2 separate regions of the Xenopus tropicalis genome follow, and region 2 is linked to region 1. A link is a contact called in public Hi-C data. All regions are on one chromosome and are shown on one strand. Each heading gives the region's core, a stretch centred on a gene start, on an enhancer-like site or on the middle of the called end of the contact. The rest is flanking DNA. Distances are from core to core; before and after follow the strand shown. Region 1 holds the start of ogfrl1 (opioid growth factor receptor-like 1). Region 2 holds the start of sdhaf4 (succinate dehydrogenase complex assembly factor 4).

Evidence for each region. A called contact is a pair of places that touch in the nucleus more often than the background predicts.
Region 2: a Hi-C map of neurula embryo shows a contact between it and region 1, with 10 times the contacts expected there. The contact joins the promoter of sdhaf4 here to the promoter of ogfrl1 in region 1. A contact is called at or near these places in 2 of 5 Hi-C or Micro-C datasets (gastrula embryo and neurula embryo).

What each region holds. Positions count from the first base shown.
Region 1 is chr5:92,661,510-92,666,339 of UCB_Xtro_10.0, reverse strand. It overlaps ogfrl1 (opioid growth factor receptor-like 1), which reads left to right and starts at 2,470. Exons shown (of 7, transcript NM_001097287.1): 1 at 2,470-2,756. The coding sequence starts at 2,493.
Region 2 is chr5:93,101,327-93,105,961 of UCB_Xtro_10.0, reverse strand. sdhaf4 (succinate dehydrogenase complex assembly factor 4) reads left to right here and starts at 1,470. Exons shown (of 3, transcript NM_001008178.1): 1 at 1,470-1,637; 2 at 3,031-3,183; 3 at 3,859-4,635. The coding sequence starts at 1,544. The coding sequence ends at 3,968.

The DNA of each region.
Region 1 (4,830 bases), core at 1,221-3,720:
CAACTGATACTTCTGGAAAACAGGCAGCACAAGGACTGTATAGTAACCAAATAAAGTCAGATGCATTTGAAACTATTGCCAGTTTAGTTCGCCCATCAAAACTAATCAGCAAATAACCTTACTCCCTTCTCCCTTCAGAGCTGAATCGGCAGAAGGAGGTAGAAATCCTATTGTTTCTACCTCCTTACCTGCCGATTCAGCCCTGAATGGTGTGTGGCGGATCTTACGATGTTTCGTGCGACCGATGGTCGTACGAAACATCGTCGGATCGCCACGTGTATGGCCACCTTAAGAGCAAAACTACAAGTGAGATTGGTTCAGATCAACAGATCGCAGAGACTGTGATAAATAGTGAGATAAACAGTGAGAAAAGTTTTTCTCTCTGAATTGCAACTGGCACTATAAAAAAAACCTGGAAATCTGAAAAATGATATCATGCTCATAATTTTTCACGTGTCAAACCATAACATAACATGTTTTCGAATCTGGCTCTTTGTCTGATGTGACTTCCATTATAGCAGTGGGGATATGATTTTGTTAAATTCACAAAATCTTTATGCTGTTTAATGCTGTTACATGACAAGATTTGGTGGGTCACAAAATCTGATAAAAAATTCTTCTGGGCAGTTTTGCAGTAAAAGTGAGGAAATATAAGCAGAGATTGCTGCAAATTAAACACCTTTTGTAAAATCAACCTCAGTTTTTTTTTTGTGTGTGTTTCTTCTGGCTTATAACAATAAAACTATATATGCAAAAAATAAATACCAATAAGTAATATATGTTTTATTTGCAGCCCAACAGCACTACAGCATAGACTGTTAACCTGCAAGTTAGGTCCTAAAAGTGCAACTAACCCCAAAAGGATTATAATGATCTAGGTTATAATGCTTTTCTAACCTAAAGTGGTTGTTCAATCCTAAATTATCTTTTACTGTGATCTATTCTAGACAATAATATTCTGAGACAATTTGCAATTGGTTTTCATGTTTTATTATTTGTGTTTTTTTAGTTACTGAGCTTTGTTCAACAGCTCTCCAGTTTGGAATTTAAGTAGCTATCTGGTTGCTTGGGTTTTGTTTACCTTAGCAACCAGGTAGCATTTTGAATGTAGACTGGACTATGAATAGGAGAGGGTCTGAAAAAGAAAGATAAGTAATACAAAGTTACAATAATAATACATTTCTAAGCTCACAGAGCAAAATTTTTTTTAGCTGCAGGGGCCAGTCACCTCCATTTGAAAGCTGGAAGGATGTAGAAGAGAAAGGCAAATAATTGAAAATACAAATAAATAATGAAGACCAATTGCAAAGTTGTTAAGAATAGGATATTCTATATCCAAACTTGACTTAAAGGTGAACCACCCCTTTAATCACCCTGTGTGAATCATTATAGCCTTTAATGTTAACATCAAATCAGTTCTTAAAATACCTAACGTGGATCATTATAATGAGTAACAGTTATATTTACAACTATGTTAAATACATTTGTTAGTAAGCAAAAAAAAAAAAAATTTTTAGGAGGCGATCCATGATATTCACTTTAGTTTATTTCCATGAAAGAGAGGTACCGTCAAGTAACGGTGAGATTACCTGTATGAAGGAAGCTGACATGCGGCTTTCAGGAGCCGAAACAACTGACTGTACCTCCACAAGGGAGGAGGGACTCAGGGTCCATTTTAGGACATCTCTCTGAAAATAATCTAAAGAGTGTTCTGCTCCCTCCACCATCTAAATTTTCCAAGAAATCTCAACTCCGCTACTCTTGGCTATACTTTTGCCATTCCCACTTATTTTCTCCTGACAGGTCCCGGCTTCCCCATTCGTCCTCTTCCTTGTCATTCCTGGCTCCTCCTCCAAGCGGTCAGGCCTAATCCGTTCGCCATCATTCTTATGGGCTACAGAATAATTGCCCTACTCTCCTATCCCATACACCTCCCACTTGCGACGTCATCCACAAGCCCATCCTACATCACTTTTCAAGCACATCAGGGCACATAGCGAACAAACGATTCTGCAGCCCATAAAAAGTATGGAGGAAAGACGACGCATGACGTCACATGAGGAGGGGCCAGTAATGAAGTCGCATGGAGGGAAACCCTGCGATGACATCGCAGGGAGGAGAATGAATGGGGAAGCTGGGACCTGTCAGGAAAAAGTAAGAGGGGATCATATAGCTGACATCGCAGGCAGGAGGTGGGAGGAGGAGGATGGCTGGGGCAGGCAGGACCTGTCAGCGCAAAGTAAGAGGAAACCGCATAACTTACCTGTAGTAGGGGACGTGCGCTAAGGACTTATCAGCAATACTGATATAGTTGGGGAGAGGGCAGGATGCACAGGAATTTGGTGCATTAATGTCCTAAAGTGGACACCGTACAGGGGCTCAGCCTGCCGCTACCGCAGTGTGACATGGGACTTACTGTTCTCTGGCAGCTGCAGGTCTAGCAGCCCCAAACACAGCTGTCCACCTGCCGCAAGCCGCACACAGCCACGCCAATGGGGAACATCTTCAGCGTGGCCAACTTTAAGGAGCCCACTACGGTAGAAGACTGTGACTCCACATGGAATACTGACTCTGGGGGCGAAGAGGAGCAGCAGGAAGCCGAGGAGGAAGAAGAGAGCGAGGGGACAGAGCAGAGAGAAGACGATAATGAAGAAGAAGTCATCAAGCAGGAAGAAACCAATGAAGGCGGCGAAGAGGAAACTGGAACTGAGACTCTAATTGCAGAAGTGAAGGCAGTAATCCATAACCCAGAGCAGGTATATTGTGTCACGCCATCAGGCTGAGGGAATGTGGGCAACACATGTCTGTCTTTCTGTGGGTGCCTGCATGTCTGTGTGGGTGCCTCTATGCATGTCTGTGTGGGTGCCTCTATGCATGTCTGTGTGGGTGCCTCTATTCATGTCTGTGTGGGTGCCCCCATGCCTGCCCCTGTGCATATCTGTGTGGGTGCCTCTATACACGTCTGTGTTGGTGCCCCTGTGCATGTCTGTGTGGGTGCCCCCATGCCTGCCCCTGTGCCTGTCTGTGTGGGTGCTCCCATGCCTGCCCCTGTACATGTCTGTGTGGGTGACCCCGTGATTGCCCCTGTGCATGTCTGCGTGGGTGCCCCCGTGATTGCCCCTGTGCATGTCTGCGTGGGTGCCCCCGTGATTGCCCCTGTGCATGTCTGTGGGTGCCCCCATGCCTGCCCCTGTGCATTCTGTGTGGGTGCCCCCATGCCTGCCCCTGTGCATGTCTGTGTGGGTGCCTCTGTACATGTCTGTGTGGGTGACCCCGTGATTGCCCCTGTGCATGTCTGTGTGGGTGACCCCGTGATTGCCCCTGTGCATGTCTGTGTGGGTGCTCCCATGCCTGCCCCTGTACATGTCTGTGTGGGTGCCCCCATTCTTGCCCCTGTACATGTCTGTGTGGGTGCCCCCATGCCCGCCCCTGTACATGTCTGTGTGGGTGACCCCGTGCCTGCCCCTGTACATGTCTGTGTGGGTGACCCCGTGCATGTCTGCGTGGGTGACCCCGTGCCTGCCCCTGTACATGTCTGTGTGGGTGACCCCGTGCCTGCCCCTGTACATGTCTGTGTGGGTGACCCTGTGCCTGCCCCTGTACATGTCTGTGTGGGTGACCCCGTGCCTGCCCCTGTACATGTCTGTGTGGGTGACCCCGTGCCTGCCCCTGTACATGTCTGTGTGGGTGACCCCGTGCCTGCCCCTGTACATGTCTGTGTGGGTGACCCCGTGCCTGCCCCTGTACATGTCTGTGTGGGTGACCCCGTGCCTGCCCCTGTACATGTCTGTGTGAGTGACCCCATGCCTGCCCCTGTACATGTTTGTGTGGGTTCCCGCCACCTGCCCTGTTAGTGCATGAAGCCAAGTCATGCTGCATGACAGAGGGGATGCTCACTGGGATTTCTCTCCCTCCCTTGTGTCCTGCTGTTCGGATCAATATGGTCATCAAGCATATCAAATTATACAATTTGAAACGGGGATCACCTCAAGCCTTGGCTCTCCTGCATCCGTGATGGCAGGGTAGGCAGGGAATTAAAGTTCAACAAAAGCATAAATGTGGCAGTTCAAAATACTCCCCAAATTTATTAGGGCTCTGGCACACGGGGAGATTAGTCGCCTGCGACAAATCTCCCTGTCCACGGGCGACTAATCTCCCCGAATTGCCATCCCACCGGCGAAAATGTAAGTCGCCGGTGGGATGGCACGCGCTGCGCAGGCGATTTCAGCAATTCGCCGAAGTTGCCTCGCGAGGCAGTGTATATTCATTATGGTTTTACTCTTTTGCTTGTGGGTTAAATAATGTTTTGTTATTTAATCAAGGTTCAGCAGCATGTTGTCCACCTGACATGTCTATCTGCATGGCTTTATTGTTTATGTGCTTCTATCTTTACTCATGTATAACAACTGGGTTGTTTGGGAACTCTCCTGTGCATAATGGCAGGACCCAGCGTTGGCTGGGGTGCTACAGGCTTGAAGTCATTCACTGACGGTGCTTTTGAGGATGGTTCAAAGACTGTAATTACCTGAAAAACATTTTCCTTACTGCTACTTGTATATGTGGCATGGTCCCGCTTGCACTGGGGGTGATGGACTAGGAAACGTATCTGGGTTTTGTGTAGGAGAGGCATTGAGTTCTTACTTTACAGTGTTTCAAGTCACATAGCCTTTAAAATTAACTTGTTTAGAGGGTTGTATGTGCTGCAATTCTGTCCTGTATCTAAATGGCCTTTCTGACTCCAAAGGCAGTGCAAATATTCATATTTTTTTAAACTGTACAATAGGGGTTTTCAGATAACTGTTGCTCAAGGTGTGCGAGAGGCTCCCTCAT
Region 2 (4,635 bases), core at 221-2,720, 440 kb before region 1:
GGTTAAATTGGCACAGGCAACCTCCTTAATGATGCCAATTGAAGAAATACATACATTTTGTCCCAGTGGGTTAAAAAGGGTTCTCATCTAAAGAGTTTCATAGATTCTTCCAGACATTGTGCAAATACACAAAAACTAGTTAAACTTTTATTACCTTTGAAAATAAATGCCTTAAAGGAGAAGAAAATGTATTTTGGCATTTTATTGCCAATAGAGTAATTACAATAGTGCACGCTATATTTAATCTGCAGAAAGCTTTACCATACTTGAGTAAAGAGCCCTAGAAGCTCCCTCTGTTTGTTTAAGACAGCAGCTGCTATTTTAGCTTGGTGTCAGTAGTTTCCATGCCGCAGCTCTAGCTGCTGGTTGCTCAGATTACACAGCACAGGTGGGAGGGGGAGAGAAGGGCAAACTGAGCAGAGTTGTGCTGTGCCCTGAAGGATTTTTCTGAGAGCAGGAAGTCTGACACAGAACGTGTATACACAAAAGAAGAACATAAATCCTGTTTCTTTTGATAGAGGACTGAGAACCCGCATTTATTTATGTTTATTCCCTTTGTGTGTATTGGAACAGAACAAAAAAGAGAGGGAAAAAAAAAGCAAATTGGACATAATGTCACACAAAACTCCAAAAATGGGCTGGACAAAATTATTCCCACCCTTTCCACAATTATGGTTCTCAAGTCCTCAGACAGTTCTCTTCTCTTTCTGTTGTCCATGCTTAGTGTGGCACACACAGACACACAATGCAAAGACTATGTGAACTTCTCTCCTTTTTATCTGCTTTCAGGTGTGATTTTTATATTGCCCACACCTGTCACTTGCCCCAGGTGAGTTTAAAAGAGCATCACATGTTTGAAACAATCTTATTTATCCACAATTTTGAAAGGGTGCCAATAATTTTGTCCAGCCCATTTTTGGAGTTTTGTGTGACGTTATGTCCAATTTGCTTTTTTTTTTCCTTCCTTTTTTGTTCTGTGCGTGCCAATACACACAAAGGGAATAAACATGTGTATAGCAAAACATGTGCAATACTTTTCTGTGAGAAATACTTGATTTTCTGGAAAGATTTCTGGGGTGCCAACAATTTGGGCCATGACTGTATAAATGTTTTCATGGCATTCAACTTTGCCACGCAAAACCTCAAGAGGAACTGTGGCACTATACACGCAGCACATACTCAGCACCCTCATCCCCATACTACTCTCTGCTTCTCTACACCCACATAAACTTCACAACACACAGTAAGCTGCCTCAACACCCTGACAATATTAAGAGGATCACACATTACACACCCGAGAACTTCAAATATATAACTGCTCCGCAGAACCGTGTATTTCTGAATGAAGCATCACCTATAGGTCGATAAGACCACCGTGAAGAAAAAAAAAGACACGCTGAAAAAACACTTCGGCTTTTATTTGTAATAGATACCACGTGACGCCCGCGTCCCTTGCAAATGACGTCACGGGAGGACGAAGCGTCACTAGGAACTGGCCGTAACCTAGAGCTCCGTGTTGGTTGTGTGCGCTTTAGTGCGAGACATGAGTGGCTATAGATTTCTAGCAGCGTGTGGAGAAGGGAGGAAAGCTGCAGAACATCTTATATATGACCAGGCTGTGGCGCATAACCTCAAGAGTGAGTGCTTAGTAATTACCATGTCTGGTTGTTTCTGAACCTAAAGGGGAGTTCCACCGAAAATGATGAAAAAGATGTGATTCTGATCAACTTTGCAGTATCCGTAGTTTCAATTTTTTTTTTAATTTTAGGGGCAAGTAAAGCATAATTTACGTGTGAAGTGTAGCGCTTTATCCACCACCTGCTTATTGGCAACGAATATGGTGTTTTACATGCTAAATGAGAAGAAAAGTTCTAATCGCTGAGGAGTGATCCACCTGTGATTATAAACACTTACCCTGGGCCTTAGTTGCTTTTAGCAGAAACATGCAATAGCCCGGGTTCTTCTGAGTAAGCACCATGGAGCTATCCTCTTCTACTTCATATTGGGTGAACATTGCTGGGGGAAAAGCTGAACTTGGCAGGAGTACATTCCCAGAACATACAAGCAGCTTAACTGACTGGATACATTTGATAATACTACAAGTGGTGTGATTTTAACTTGTAAGCATCACTGGCTCAGGGACTGATATGAAAAATGTTTAATCTCTATAAAGCACTGTGTAATTTACACAGGTTAATATACATGTGTAGTCTATTGCTGTATTTCAATGGAATGGATGTTCCCATGGCAAAGCAGAAATTGGACAGTGCATGCCGGTGTTGCTTAAAAATACATTTTTAGTATGATTTAGACAATAATATTTTGAGACAATTTGCAATTGGTTATTTAGATTTTTGTTCAGCAGCTAGCAAGTTTGGTATTATGGCAACTATTTGGTTGCTAGGGTTTTTTTTTACTTTAGCAACCAGGCAATGGTTTAAATGAGAGACTGGAATGTGAATAGGAGGGGGCCTGAATAGAAATATAAGGAATAAAAAGTAACTATAATAAAATAGTAAGCTCACAGAGCAATCATTTTTAGCTGCTGAGGTTAGTGGCCCCCATGTATGGTTTGGAAAGAAGTATAAGACAAAAGTAAATCACAACTATGTAAAAAATGAAGACCTATTGCAAAGTTGATAAGAGTTGGACATTTTAAAACATACAAATAGTTAATGTAAAGGTGAACCAACCCTTTTTACCAGTTACTTGAAATCTTCATATGCAAGCCTATGTACAATATGCTACAAATATTCTAAAAATGTATGCCTCCTTAAACCCCTATTGAATATTGTTAGACTGGTTTGTTTAACATGAGAACTGTTGTACCTGCCCTCTAGTAAATGTTAAACTGTTAACACCAGTATCCCTCAGCAGCTGGGACTTATAGTTAACAACATCTGAAGGGCTGCAAGAACAGTATGCTGATAATGTTTGACACTTGCATTTTCTGTTTTTCTATCAAATGAAAAGTGAATACTTTACATACTTATATAAATAACAATTTGTTAACATAACCTGTTTTTTCAGTGTGGTCTGGATTGTGGAACAGTTGCAGAGCTCTTAGCCATAACTCCCAACACAATATTAAAGGCACAAAACAACCTCTTAAAAAACCTACAACACCACAAGGGAAATTTGATGACTCAGAACAGACAACATTAGAAAAGAACCCACTGGAAAGTAAGTACCTGACTGATTAAAGGGGATCTAAACCCTCCTTGAAACTGTCCCACTGCACCCCATAGAAGGTCAACAAAGTCAGAAGAATTTACTGTGAGTGCTGTTTGTCAGTAGTCATGTATTTTAGCTTCCCTGGAATTGATCATTGGGATAAAGCGCATACTTATGAAGTGCTAGTTAATTTGGAGGGGAAATATCTGTACTTTAACCCTTGCAAGGTAATTAGATAAGCAAACATTGATTGTGAATTAATAGAAACTCTGCGCACTGCCCATAATGGAAAGAAGAGGGACCTTTGAAATCCTGGAATCCATTACTTCTCAATTGAACAAGGTGAAGGAGAGGTTGCATTACACCCTGAGCCTGTGGGAGGTCAGGAACTGGTCTCAGTGAGCACAGTCAGACTATCATGTTTTTCTTTCAGTCTGTGGAATCCCATCTGTTTAAAAAAAAAAAAAAAAAATTGAAGCTCAGATAGAGTTTGTGCACCATTTCTACATAAGCCCAGCTGAATGAGTTCCTATCACACAGGGAGGTATATTTTCCCTGTAAACTTTAGAATGTTAAAATTTACAGACTGCATTTAAGTGATCCTTTAAAATGAACTTGCAGAACCACTTTACCAGACAGTATAGGACCTTTACTTTATAACTCTGCCTGCCTTTTTTTCTGTAGAATTTCCTGATGACATCAATCCTGTAACTAAAGAAAAAGGCGGACCCAGAGGACCTGAGCCAACTCGCTATGGAGACTGGGAGAGAAAAGGACGCTGCATAGACTTTTAGCTTTATATACAGGATTTTAGTAAATGTAGTAGTATCACTTTATAAAAAATGTAGGGATAGTATTTATATTAATAAAGAACATATGCACTTTAAATAATTTTTGAAGACAAACCTTGGGCTTGCAAATTTAATTTAACCTTGCTGAATACATTTCACACAAACACAAGGGACAGTGTTTTTCTTTTTATATCCAAACCTTCACCCACTACATGGCTTTACTTTATCTTCTGACTCCAGAACCTTAAATATGTTATTTCACAACTGTCATGTCTGTCAGTCACTTTGGCTTTGGTGGGGCATTGTAATCTTTTGACTTGCTGGGGCACAAATGCATCAGATTTTTAAATTTGAGTATATGAAAAATACAGCTTTCACTCCTGTACTAAGCTGTGAAGTAGAAATTCCATAAGACAGTTAATTTTGACATAATCTTTCTGTAAATTAAACAAATTGGAATAGGTTATTCTTCATGAGAAGCATTATTTCTGTTCACATTTCTCTATACATATACATCAGTGTCTTTAAAAAACTGTATAAACTGGAGTAGAGTAAACTTCATTCATTGGTCCCATTCAAATTGTGACCACTTGGTGATAAAATTATGCTAAAAAGAGGATACACCACAACAAAGTACCTATGTTTGGTGCCCATTAAATGCATTGTATAC